Linked DNA regions of Pan troglodytes: region 2 is linked to region 1. Evidence: chromatin contacts called from public HiChIP or PLAC-seq data. All regions are on one chromosome and are shown on one strand. Each heading gives the region's core, a stretch centred on a gene start, on an enhancer-like site or on the middle of the called end of the contact. The rest is flanking DNA. Distances are from core to core; before and after follow the strand shown. Region 1 overlaps AUTS2 (activator of transcription and developmental regulator AUTS2). Region 2 overlaps AUTS2 (activator of transcription and developmental regulator AUTS2).

Region 1 (5,703 bases), core at 1,059-3,558:
GTGAAGCCAGTGGTGGGTTTTGAGCATCCTGGCCTCTCAGTTCCTTGAACTCTTTGCAGCTAATGGTTTGGAAATCACAATTTTGAAACTGACATCATTATAGGTAGTGACAAGATGTAGGGCATAACAATGGGAATGGGGGGCAGAGGTGGATAAAGGAAAGACCACTGGAGGCAAGGAGGTTAGGAATCCAGAGGCCTGGGGCTCAGATGAGCTGCTCATGTCATTGCTGAGTTTAATGGAAGGAAAGGAGTGAGTCGGTGCTAAAATCTTCCACAAATGATGTTGAGACTGGGAAGTAAAGAAAGAGTAGAAGCTGGCTGGGAGTGGTGGCTCACACCTGTAATCCCAGCACTTTGAAAGGCCAAGGCAGGTGGAACACTTGAGGTCAGGAGTTTGACACCAGGATGACCATATGGTGAAACCCCATATCTACTAAAAATACATAAATTAGCTGGGTGTGGTGGTGTGTGCCTGTAGTCCCAGCTACTTGGGAGGCTGAGACAGGAGAATTGCTTGAACCCAGGAGGCAGAAGTTGCAGTGAGCTAAGGTCACACCACTGCACTCCAGCCTGGGTGACAGAGCAAGACTCTGCCTCAGAAAAAAAAAAAAAGAAAGAAAGAAAGGGTAGAAGCCATCAGATCAGATGGTGTGTTAGTCTGTTCTCACGCTGCTAATAAAGATAACACTCAAGATTGGGTAATTTATAAAGAAAAAGAGATTTAACGGACTCACAGTTCCACATGGCTGGGGAGGCCTCACAATCATGGTAGAAGATGAGGGAAGAGCAAAGGCACATCTTACATGGCGGCAGGCAAAGAGGGAGCATGTGCAGGGAAACTCCCTTCTATAAAACCATCAGATCTCGTGAGACTTATTCACTATCACGAGAACAGCACAGGAAAGACCCACCCCCGTGATTCAATTACCTCCCACCAGGTCCCTCCCACAACGTATGGGGATTATTACAATTCAAGGTGCAATTCAAGGTGAGAGCCAAACCATATCAGATGGCATGGCCTATCAGATGGCATGGCCTTCAAAGGTGAAACAGGAATAATGTCTCTACATTTTGCAAGGAAAGCAAAAGACCCTTGTCCCTGGGCTTCACTCCACAAGAATATTTGTCTACAGCAACACGTTACATTCATAAGATGCAATGTTTCCCACCTAGGAATGAAGAATAGCACGTAGTCTGACAACCTAGAAAGGAAATAGGATGAATAAACTTTTAACTATTTTTCTCATAAGTACATTTTCACCTCACATATTTGATGCTATTCAGAAATGAGTTGTTCTACAGTAGCATATTTTTCAGAAAGCTGAGGCTTACACCTTTAAGTAAAACACTTAACTATATCAAGAGCAATCTCCCCTGCTTCCATACAAGTTTCCCACACTTGGTTACCTCGAGCTTTATTTCATCTTCTCTTGATAACAGGCCACCTTCATGAGGACCAGTCACTGTGCCTGCTCCTGACAGTGGCTGAGATGGAATGCCCCCAGGTGCCCACATGTGGATGTCAGTGCTCTAGGTGCCCCTTCATGGAAGGGTCCCCCACAGCTGCTAGTAAGGAAGTACACAGAGAGAGAGAAGAGCTGGGACAGTTGAAACGGTTTGGTCTTTTCTTGCCACAACAGTTGCTGCTTACTGCTGGCAGCATGAGTGGCGATTTGTTCCTAAATTTTACGCAGAGTATCTGTTCAGGGGCTGGAGGGTAGGGACACCTGGACCAGAGAGCCAAGTGCCTGGGCTTCGGGAACAGCACTTTGCCATTCAGAATCAGGCCCTGTGCACAGTAGGTGCTGTCAGAACTCCAACTTCTGATACAGTGAGGTGTCCCTGCGCTTATGGAAGCCAGGAAGAATACTTGTGGAATTCTTGCCCGTCAGCAAGCAGAAAGCAGTAAAGAGTGAAGGTGGGAACGCCATCCCCACTCCACCTGGCTGGGAAGCCTCTTGCAGGATGCAGCTGGGTACAGTTTCATGGAGCAGACTGCAGAGCTTTACTCTGAGTGTTCTTGGCGATTTAGTGAAATATTTCTGCTCTCCTGTGAGCCCTGCACAGACCCTCTGCTCCAGCTCTGGAAGGGCTGCTGGAAGTAGGGCCTGGAGTCATCCTATCGTTGCCTCTCAGCTGGCTGGAGGATGCACACAAACACAAAAGGTGATATTGACAGTCAGCATCAGATCTGACTGCTCCCGACAACTCCTGTGATACAGCAGCCTCCGGGACTTGAGGACACATCTGTGAGGAGATGTAGTAGCTGCCATCTGCACAAACTGCATTATTTAACTGCACTGGCACTGATTAACATTTGCTGTAACCTATGGTAATGGGCTCTGGGGCTTTGCATGTCTGCTACACAGTGGCAGCTGATGTCTCCTGCTCCATCCTTAAAACAGGATGCTTTAATTTTTAATGGAGCACATGTTCGATTGGCTATACAAACAGGCTAATCTGCAAAGCATGTGCTCAATAACAAGCCTGACTATGCCGCCAGAATATCAACATGACTCGGCTAAGCTGGGGAGGAGTGGGTGGGACTCCCGCTCACCTCTGCCAGCCAAGGGCTGGGAGCTGGGAGCACTGGCCAGCTGAAAGTCCAGGGGTGGCTGTGGCCAGAGGCACATGTGACCTCCTCTGGAGACCCCGAGGGTCTTCAGCTTCTGGGTGCCTGCAAATCCTAGCCAGCAGGGAAAAGAACAAAATTGTGCATCCGGCAGGTTCAGGCCTCTAGTGTAAAGCCAGATGTGGCATTAAAGATGAAACTCCCCTCTGCTGCATGGGCATGACTAGAATGAGGTATATGCATCCAATTAGACTTACTGCCCACCCTGCACTCTGCTCAAGGATGAGAATTTAAAGGCAAATAAAGCATAGTCCTTGACTTAATGAAAACTACACCAATGGCCACAGTGGCAGTGTGAGAAGTGGCGTGTTAGGTGTAGGTACAAAGTTCTCTGGGAGCGCACAGGAGGAAGTCAGCCAAGAGGAGACTAGACTAAAGTCGGGTTCTGAAGGATGAGCAGGAGTTTACCAGAAGTACTTTTAAGATGACACCCAGTTATGAAGGAACACAGTGTGTGGGCAAGGGCAAGCAGTTTGAGGCACTAGTATGCAGCTTGAGATAATTACATCAAGGTATCTGGGGAGAAGTTGGAAATTTGGATCCAGAACTTAAGGTAGAAGCAAAGGCTAGAGACAGAAACCTGGGTGGTTATCAGAAGACAGGTAATGTTGACACATGGAGCTCTGAGATAAATGGTCTCGAGAGAAGGGATCCAAGGACAGAAGTCTCAGGGCTACCAACGTTGAACTTAGGGGATGGTTATAAGAAGTATCTCAAGGGGTGGGTAAAGAAGTGAAGGAAGGGAGAATTCCAGGCATAACGAGAGGCCACAACCTCAAGGCAGTCAAGTAACTAAAGCCTCGAAGACTTGATCACAGCTGCGATTGTCACAACCCAGCAATGACAATCCCAGTCCTTATGAGTATGAAGTGCTTTCACATCTATTATTTCACAACAATACTGCAAGATAGGCAGATGTCACTCTTCCCTTCTTTTCTAGATAAGTGATATAGTTTGGGTATTTGTCCCTGCCTAAATCTCAGGTTAAAAATGTAATTGCCAATGCTGGAGGTGGGACCTGATGGGAGGTATCTGTGTCATGAGGGCAGACCTCTCATGGTTTGGTGCTGTCCTCATAACAGTGAGTGAGGTCACATGAGCTCTGGTTGTTTGAAGGTGTGTGGCATCGCCCCTCTCTCTCTCCCTTGCTCCTGCTATCACCATCTGATGTGCCTACCCACCCTTTGCCTTCTGCCATGATTAGAAGCTTCCTGGCCAGGCGTGGTGGCTCATGCCTGTAATCCCAGCACTTTGGGAGGCCGAGGCAGGCGGATTACAAGGTCAGGAGATCAAGACCATCCTGGCTAACAAGGTGAAACCCTGTCTCTACTAAAAAATACAAAAAAATTAGCTGGGCATGGTGGTGGGCACCTGTAGTCCCAGCTACTCAGGAGGCTGAGGCAGGAGAATGGCATGAACCCGGGAGGCAGAGGTTGCAGTGAGCCGAGATCGCACCACTGCACTCCAGCTGAGCGACAGAGCGACGAGACTCTGTCTCAAAAAAAAAAAAAAAAAAAAAAAAAAAAAGCTTCCTGAGGCCTCCCCAGAAGCCAAGCAGATACCAGTGCCATGCTTGTGTGGCTTGCAGAACCAGGAGCCAATGAAACCTCTTTTCTTTATAAATTACCCAGCCTCAAGTATTTCTTTATAGAGATGCAAAAATTGCCTAACACAATGAGGAAACAATATCAGAGAAGGTTAGACTTCCCAAAGCCACACAGTTTCAGTCACAGTGGGAGCGCTGGGACTAGAAGGCCACTCCGCAAACTCTCAGCTCCAGACAGGACACTGTGCCAGGGTCCAAGAATATGAGGGTCCCAGGTCCAAGGAAGTAACTCTGGAAAAAGGCTCCCAAGTCAAAATTCTCAATACCATCTCCTCCCCTGGGGTAATCACACAATGTGCTCAGCATACTCAAGGCTTTGAGAAGTTCTGCACTTAAGCATGAGCTACCAATGAAAGCAACCTGTCTAACTTTAACTCACTATTTCCCAAACTTATTTGCTCTTGGAATCCTTTTTTCAAATTTTATCTTTTAACATTCCTAGGAAGAATTCAGGAAATCCTGCTCTAATAAACTCACAGGAATGCTTCCTCCAACAGGGTCTTGGTTTTGAGTGGTTTGTGTCTGGGCAAGATGGGTGGGCACTGTTTTAACCACACACTTTCAGCCATCCATCCCTTCTCTGTCTCCACTGTTCTTTCCAGATACTCTAGTATCTTTCATAGTAAATGACATTTATTTGTTCATGTTTTTCTCTCCATCAGCTAAAGGACATATTTTATCCATCTCTGCATTCACAGTGTCCAGCTCTATTACCTGGCAAAGAACAGGAACCCCGGGAATATTTGCTGAATTGAACTAAAAAATTCTACAGTGGTGGAATAGAGCTAAGCCAATTAACGTGTGCTCAAAGCTTCAACCCAGGCCTCCTTGGCACAGTGTTGTCATCACAGGAGGCCAACCGTCCAATGTGACAGCTGATCACTGTCCATCTGGACTGCCACTTGGAGACCTTCAGTGGGTGGGCAGCCTGCCTTTATGAGTCACATAGCTCTGGGTCCTGGACAGCTTTTCAGCCTGTATAGCCCCTGACTGCCCCCCTGGCCTGGCTGTACAGGGCAGCAGATTTTGCTGCTAAGTATCTTCCCCTTCTACCTCCAGGCTGGCTTCTCTGGTGAAACAAAGCCCTGGAGGTAAGAGAAATCTCCCGAGAGGCCAGACTATCCTGGGGCAAAGAGCATCCCTTGGGGACATGCAGTTTATTGATGTTTATGTGTTTTCCCCTGGATGGCAGGGTATTTGGAGGACTTGGGTGGGTTGGGGGTTATTAATAAATGCCCATCCCAGAGTTGAGGTTGTTGAATTGTCAAAAGGCCTTTTTGGTTTGTGACCAGCCTGCATGCATGACCTCGTTTCAAAAAAAAAAAAAAAAAGAAAGAAAGAAAAGAAAAGAAAAAAAAGAGGCCGGGCACAGTGGCTCACACTTGTAATCCCAGCACTTTGGGAGGCTGAGGTGGGCAGATCACCTGAGGTCAGGAGTTCGAGACCAGCCTGGCCAACACGGT
Region 2 (5,703 bases), core at 2,156-4,655, 140 kb before region 1:
ATTTTAATTCTAACATTACTTTTATGGGGGTGTCCATATGATTAACCAATCCAGAAACAATGAATGTATGTGCAAAACGAACATTGAAGTGCATACATTTATACATGCAGTTTAACATAAACCCTAGATAGATTTTTTCCTATTTTGCAGGAATAATGAAAAATACAGAGGGCCTTCCTGACATCTTAAACTATATATAACAATACCTTTACATAAAAACAAACTGCCAAAAAAAAAATGTTAATGGGAGAGAAACAAGTTATACCTAGATCAAGAATAGTGAGTTATAAAGCCAAAAATTGCATGATGATGCTACACTGAAATATTAAGTGAGATTTCTAGGACTGTGAATTTCCCAGCTAAAAACTCGAGATATGTGTATTTTACCATCCTTTCATGAAAAAGTGTTTCTTAGAACGGGTTGGAATTCTTTTTGAATGTAAATTCATGTTAAATTCATGGCTTACAAAATTAATGAACTGATAGAAGGGGGAAAAAAAGCCTGTTTATTAAAGTGTTTTAACAAACTGACATAACCTTTGAAAATTCTGGGATTACCTATTAAAGTGAGTCTAACTGGCCCCAAGAAATGTAAAAACAAATTACTGTCTCTGAATGCAAAAAGCATAAACAGGGAAAGTAAATGGTTCCTGACCAAGTTTTTATTTGCACTTAGTGTGTGTGTGTGTGTGTGTGTGTGTTCGAGTGAAAAGGACAGAAGCTGTGGGTGAACAGGCCTTTTGCTTCTGCCACCTTTGTCAGCTCCACATGGGATTCTCAGACAGACACTTACGTGATCCTCATGTCTGAACCAAACTTGAGGATGCCATTATTATGATGCCGATCAGTAAGTTATTAAGGAAGTAAGTCTGACCGGATATTCAGAGAGGCTTAGGAGTGTATCTTCGACTAAAAGCTTTCTAAGCCCTTACTTGGCTGATCCAAGTCACAGGGCTGGACACCATGCCTCTTGCAACTGGGAAAGGGGGTGTCTCAGAAAGCCCTCCCCAGAAAAACACCCAAAAGATGACGACTGCAATGGAGCTCTGGCTGACCGTGAAAACATTCTGGATCCCTTCTCTCTCCTATCCAGGTGGTTACAACTGTGGCCGGCCACTGTCCTAACAAGTCAGAAGAGAGCTTCTTTGCCAAAATCTTCAGGGGAAACGACACGAGTACCCTTTGCTTTTCCTCAACGAACTTTCCTTCTACTTAGGGTTTTAGGGCATTTGTACAAATGATTTGGTTCCTTGGGTCTGAATCTTGGGGATGTTTATCATTTTCGTTGCTTTCAGAAAATAGTCTGCATTTCCTTCTATTACCTGGACCATTTTCCTGGCTTTTTAAAAAAAATTATTATTCAAATGGAAAAGCGGCGAGCCCAGAATGAGCCGACGAATTGAGCTCTTCCTTCTCTCGAACACGGGGGCACCTCTACCCGCTACAGACTTGAAGATTTTACTCACTTCCTTTCATCCCCTCGCTCGGTTTTGGAGGGTAGGGGCATGAAGTGGTTGAATCTAAAACTGACAGAAAACCAAACCTCTCTTTTGGCTGCTTTTTATTTAAGGGAAGGGGGAATATGTTTTTTTGTTTTTTTTGGATGTAAAAAAAATATTGCTAGAAGCCGTAGTTGGCGTTTAAAGGAAAGTTAAGTAAGTGAAACAGATTGGAGGCGGGAACGCGGAGAATAAGGAAAACTTATAAAAAGCCGTGCGTGCAGACGGGGTGGGACCCAGCGATTCCTGCTCCAGGCCCACCCTCACTCCCTTCGGACGCAGACCCCGGGGGCCGCCCTCCGCACCCGCACAGGCGAGAAGGGGGGCTTTCGAACAACAAAACAGAAACCTCCTGGAAACTTAAGCGCGAGTTCTTTCTCCCGCTGCCGAACCCGAGCCCAGATCTCCTTTCGCCTCCCTTGGCACCGGGTGCGGGCCGGGATCCCGACCTCCGCGCTGGGGAAGCGCGACCCCAGGAGCGGGCAGCGCCACGCTAGGGCCCCCAGCTCAAGCGGACGCAGGCCCCGGCCCCCTCCTCACATCGGAGCTCGGCGGCGAACGCCAGGCCCTCCCGGGCACGACCGCGCAGCTCCGGCCGAGCCCGGCCGGCCGAGGGAGGAAAGTACAAAGGCGGGCGACAGGGCCGCAGAGCGGGGAGGAAAGAAGGGAGGAGGGGTAGCGAAGGGGCGCTTGGGCGCGCCAGACGGGAGAAGCCCGCCCCTGCCACCCCTGCCCGCCGGCCCGGCCGCCGCAACAAAAGACCCCCGACCCGGCCGCCTCCCTTCCGACCGCGAGAGGTAGGCAAGCGAGCCGCGCCCCGGGGGCTTCATTACCTGGTTGCAAAGGGTTAAACGGTCCGGTCAGCCCCAAGTTCATGGTTTGGTTCCTTAGCAGGACTCCCGAAGGGCGATCGTCAAAGACCAGGGGGGAATCCACCAAAACACACGAAGAGAAAACGCCCAACTCTCGACCCGGCTCTGTCCACAAGAGTCTCTGGGCTCCTTCCTCGCCAAAGTCCGAGAGCGGAGGCGCCGAACCAGATCCGAACCGGGCAACAGCTTCGGGGCGACCGAGAGCCGGCGCCGCGCGCACACATCCAGCGCGGCCGAGGCCCCGGGCGGCGGGAGGAGCGCGCCCGCCGAGATCGCCCGGCCCGCGCTCGCCACTGTCTCCCCGCCGCTCCTGCGGCGCGCGGGGCCGGGCTGGCGCGGCGGGGGCTAGCAAGGCGCGTCCCGGGCCGGCCGGCGGGAGGGCGAGGCGGAGAAGAGCGGCCTGAGCCGCCGCCGCGGCGCGCGGAGCTAAGAGCGAGGCGGCGGCGGCGGCGACAGGACAAAGGAGACCATGTGCGGAGGGAGGGAGGAGGGAGAGGGAGGAGGAGGAGGAGGGCGCGCGGCGGCTTCTCCCCGGCGGCCGCCCGGGGCTCCCCGACAGCCGGTCCCGCCTCTCCAGCCGCGCCGCGGGCTGCCTGGTCCTGGGCCCGCCGCGGTGCTGGAGGGAGCCGCTCCGGGAGTCTGGATTTTGTGCGGATCTCGCCGGCGCGCGGCCCAGGAGGCGCTGCAACGGCGGGGCGCGGGGCGGCGGCGCCTCTGGCCGGAGCTTGCGGGCTGGCGGGTGAGCGCCCGGGGCTGGCTGGGCTCCGGCCCGCGCTCGGCTTGCCGGCGCCTGCCTCTCCCGCCGGTTCACAGCTCAAGTGAACTCCATCGGCGGCCGCCGCGGGCTCCCTGGCTGGACGGTAGCAGGAGGGGGCGGCGGCTACGCGGGGGCCCCTTGCTCCGGACTTCGCTCCCCGACTGCGCCGAGCGCGCCTCCTCCAGACGCTCGCAGCTCTCGGAACGGGACTTCCTCGGCGCGCCGAGCCCGAGCCGCCGGTGCCACCGCCCCTCCTCCGTCCCGCCCCGCGCGCCCCGCCCCTCGCCGCCCCTCCTCTCGTCCCCGGCGCCGGGTCGGCCCAGCGGAGGCGCGGTCCCCAGGCGCGACATCGACAGCTGTTGCTCCCCCCGCGGCTCGAGCCCTCGGCTCCCCCCGGCTGCCTTCCTTGCGGGCGGGCGCGGCGGAAACTGCACCGCTCCTCGCCCTCCCCGCAGTTGCCGCTTCCAAGATTGCGCCATGGCAGGGAAAGGCCACTAGGCCCGCAGCCTGGGGTTGAATTGCCACCAAGCCAGTCACATCTGCAAAGAGCAGGCTCTCTGGGCGGTTGTGAGGGCTCAGTGGGAAAGTCATGTATGTAAAAGGCCTGGCACATAGTAGGCGCTCAATACAAAATAATCATTGCATTGTGGAAAATGGAGACGGGGATCACGGTCTGGGTCTCAGAACACAAAGGTCTTCACCTAACCTCCTTCCCCACCACAGCCGACTGACCGCAGTGTGTTCGGTTTGATGAATAACTTAAGAGCATGAACTGGCCACTTACAAATCCTCTCCTCCCAACTCCTCACACCCTCTGACACGTGCACACCCTGCATCCACAAAAGTGGAGCCTGTTGCTTCCCCTGGCATTCACCGATTGTAGGGAAAGAATGAAAGCAATGGCAAAGCCTCGCTACATGGGCAGCAGTTATGTCTATCATCCTAACATGTATCGTGTCTGTATCCCCTAGAGCACAGTGCAGTGCCCCCAGAGGGTGTGGGGGACTGAATGGCCAGAAATGAGGCACTCAGCAGATTCCCCTGAGCAACCCACTCCCACCAGAACACACCCGGGGCGAGGAAACCCTCTGAAAACATCTGGAGTTTTAATTCCACACCTGCAGCTTGACAAGGTTCCTCCTTGGTGCAGAGGAAAAGCTGCTGCAATTTTCCTAGTACAAGAAAAAGGGCAAGCAAGGCCTAGGTTGCAACTGGTAGGGTTGTGGAGTACAGTGGGCACACCAAGGTGGGGTGAGAGGAAAACTTCAGTTCTAAGTCCCCTCCCAGTGCCACCGTTACCTGGAGTGTGGCTGAGGAAGAGAGGAAGAGAACAGGGGTTGGGAGAGATGCACACCACATATGAATGACATGCAGACTGGTTTAAAGTAATGATGGCCACTCCTTGCCTCTTTGAAGTTGCATGTCTATCACTATTTGATTTCATGGCACTCTTGAAAAACCTCTCAAGTTAAAAAAAAAAAAAGGTGGGGGTGCTTGCTATATGGCATACTTCCCCCTCCTCTAGCCTCTAAGTTTGGAAATAAGAAGCCTTCTCTCTCTAGCTTCATCACCCCCTCCCCCAAACTGGTAGCACAATGTGGTGTTATACAAGTCTTTTTAAAAAGATAGGTAACAGTGATTTTTCTCTACCACTGCCTCCTGAGAAGTCAAAAGAAAAGGCATCTCAGAAGGTATAGGTTTGGAGATGGATTTTCCAGTTGCTTACAAGATGTCACAATACCCAGCTGTGGTCCTCCAGCGAGGCGGCATTCATTCTGAAGCTGTTTAGACAATACCAGGATAGCTCAAAGGCGGACATGAAATGTTCTAGAGAAGACATTAAAAGGTTGTTTCTTTTGGAACAATCAAAATGGAACAGTTTTCTTATCTTGTTGTTCTAGTAAAATCGGTGTTACAGGGAAGAAACTGCCTGAGCTCCTGCACCATCCCCTACAGGGTAAACTGAGAGCACGACGGCATGGCAGCTTAGCTGACCAGCTGAAACCACTTGGCCCTCCAGGGTGCTTTCATTAGGTGGCACTTCTGACATTTATCATGCCTTGCATTAGATTGTCATCAGTCTGGGCGCAGTTGCTCACGTCTGTAATCCCAGCACTTTGGGAGGCCGAGGCAGGTGGATCACTTGAGGTCAGGAGTTTGAGACCAGCCTGGCTAACATGGCGAAACCCCGTCTCTACTAATAAAATGTGTAGAGGTGCACACCTGTAACCCCAGCTACTTGGGAGGCTGAGGCAGGAGAATCGCTTGAACCTGGGAGGTGGAGGTTGCAGTGAGCCGAGATCACGCCATGCCACTGTACTACAGCCTAAACAACAGAGTAAGACTTTATCTCAAAAAAAAAAAAAAAAAAATTGTCATCAATGGTTACCAGGGATTAGGCCTCAGATGACGGCCTCAGCCAGATCTGCATGTGTCCAGATCTTTTGATGATCTCTCATCAAGAGGAACCTGGGAACGCCAAAAGCCAAGCCTCTGACCACTGTGGCCACCTCCAGTGCTGCTCCCCAGGGTCCCCTGGCTGGCCCGGTTGCAGAACACCACCCACTGTGACCTG

Evidence for each region. HiChIP or PLAC-seq counts read pairs in DNA pulled down with a chosen protein or histone mark.
Region 2: an H3K4me3 HiChIP or PLAC-seq map of stem cell-derived excitatory neurons shows a contact between it and region 1, with 4 times the contacts expected there. The contact joins two enhancer-like sites. A contact is called at or near these places in 1 of 1 datasets of contacts at active chromatin or transcription factors (stem cell-derived excitatory neurons) and 1 of 1 other capture datasets (stem cell-derived neural stem cells).

Annotation. Positions count from the first base shown.
Region 1 is chr6:79,176,671-79,182,373 of NHGRI_mPanTro3-v2.0_pri, reverse strand. All of the region lies in intron 5 of AUTS2 (activator of transcription and developmental regulator AUTS2), which reads right to left. Among named protein-coding and RNA genes, the nearest start is that of GALNT17, 580 kb to the left of the region's middle. Within about 2 kb of position 2,308, at least 2 of the 24 cell types and tissues checked have an H3K27ac peak or open chromatin away from gene starts, as enhancers often do. A contact at or near this core is called in stem cell-derived excitatory neurons, where this site is marked.
Region 2 is chr6:79,313,998-79,319,700 of NHGRI_mPanTro3-v2.0_pri, reverse strand. The region is part of intron 5 of AUTS2 (activator of transcription and developmental regulator AUTS2); the gene reads right to left. Among named protein-coding and RNA genes, the nearest start is that of GALNT17, 440 kb to the left of the region's middle. Within about 2 kb of position 3,405, at least 20 of the 24 cell types and tissues checked have an H3K27ac peak or open chromatin away from gene starts, as enhancers often do. A contact at or near this core is called in stem cell-derived excitatory neurons, where this site is marked.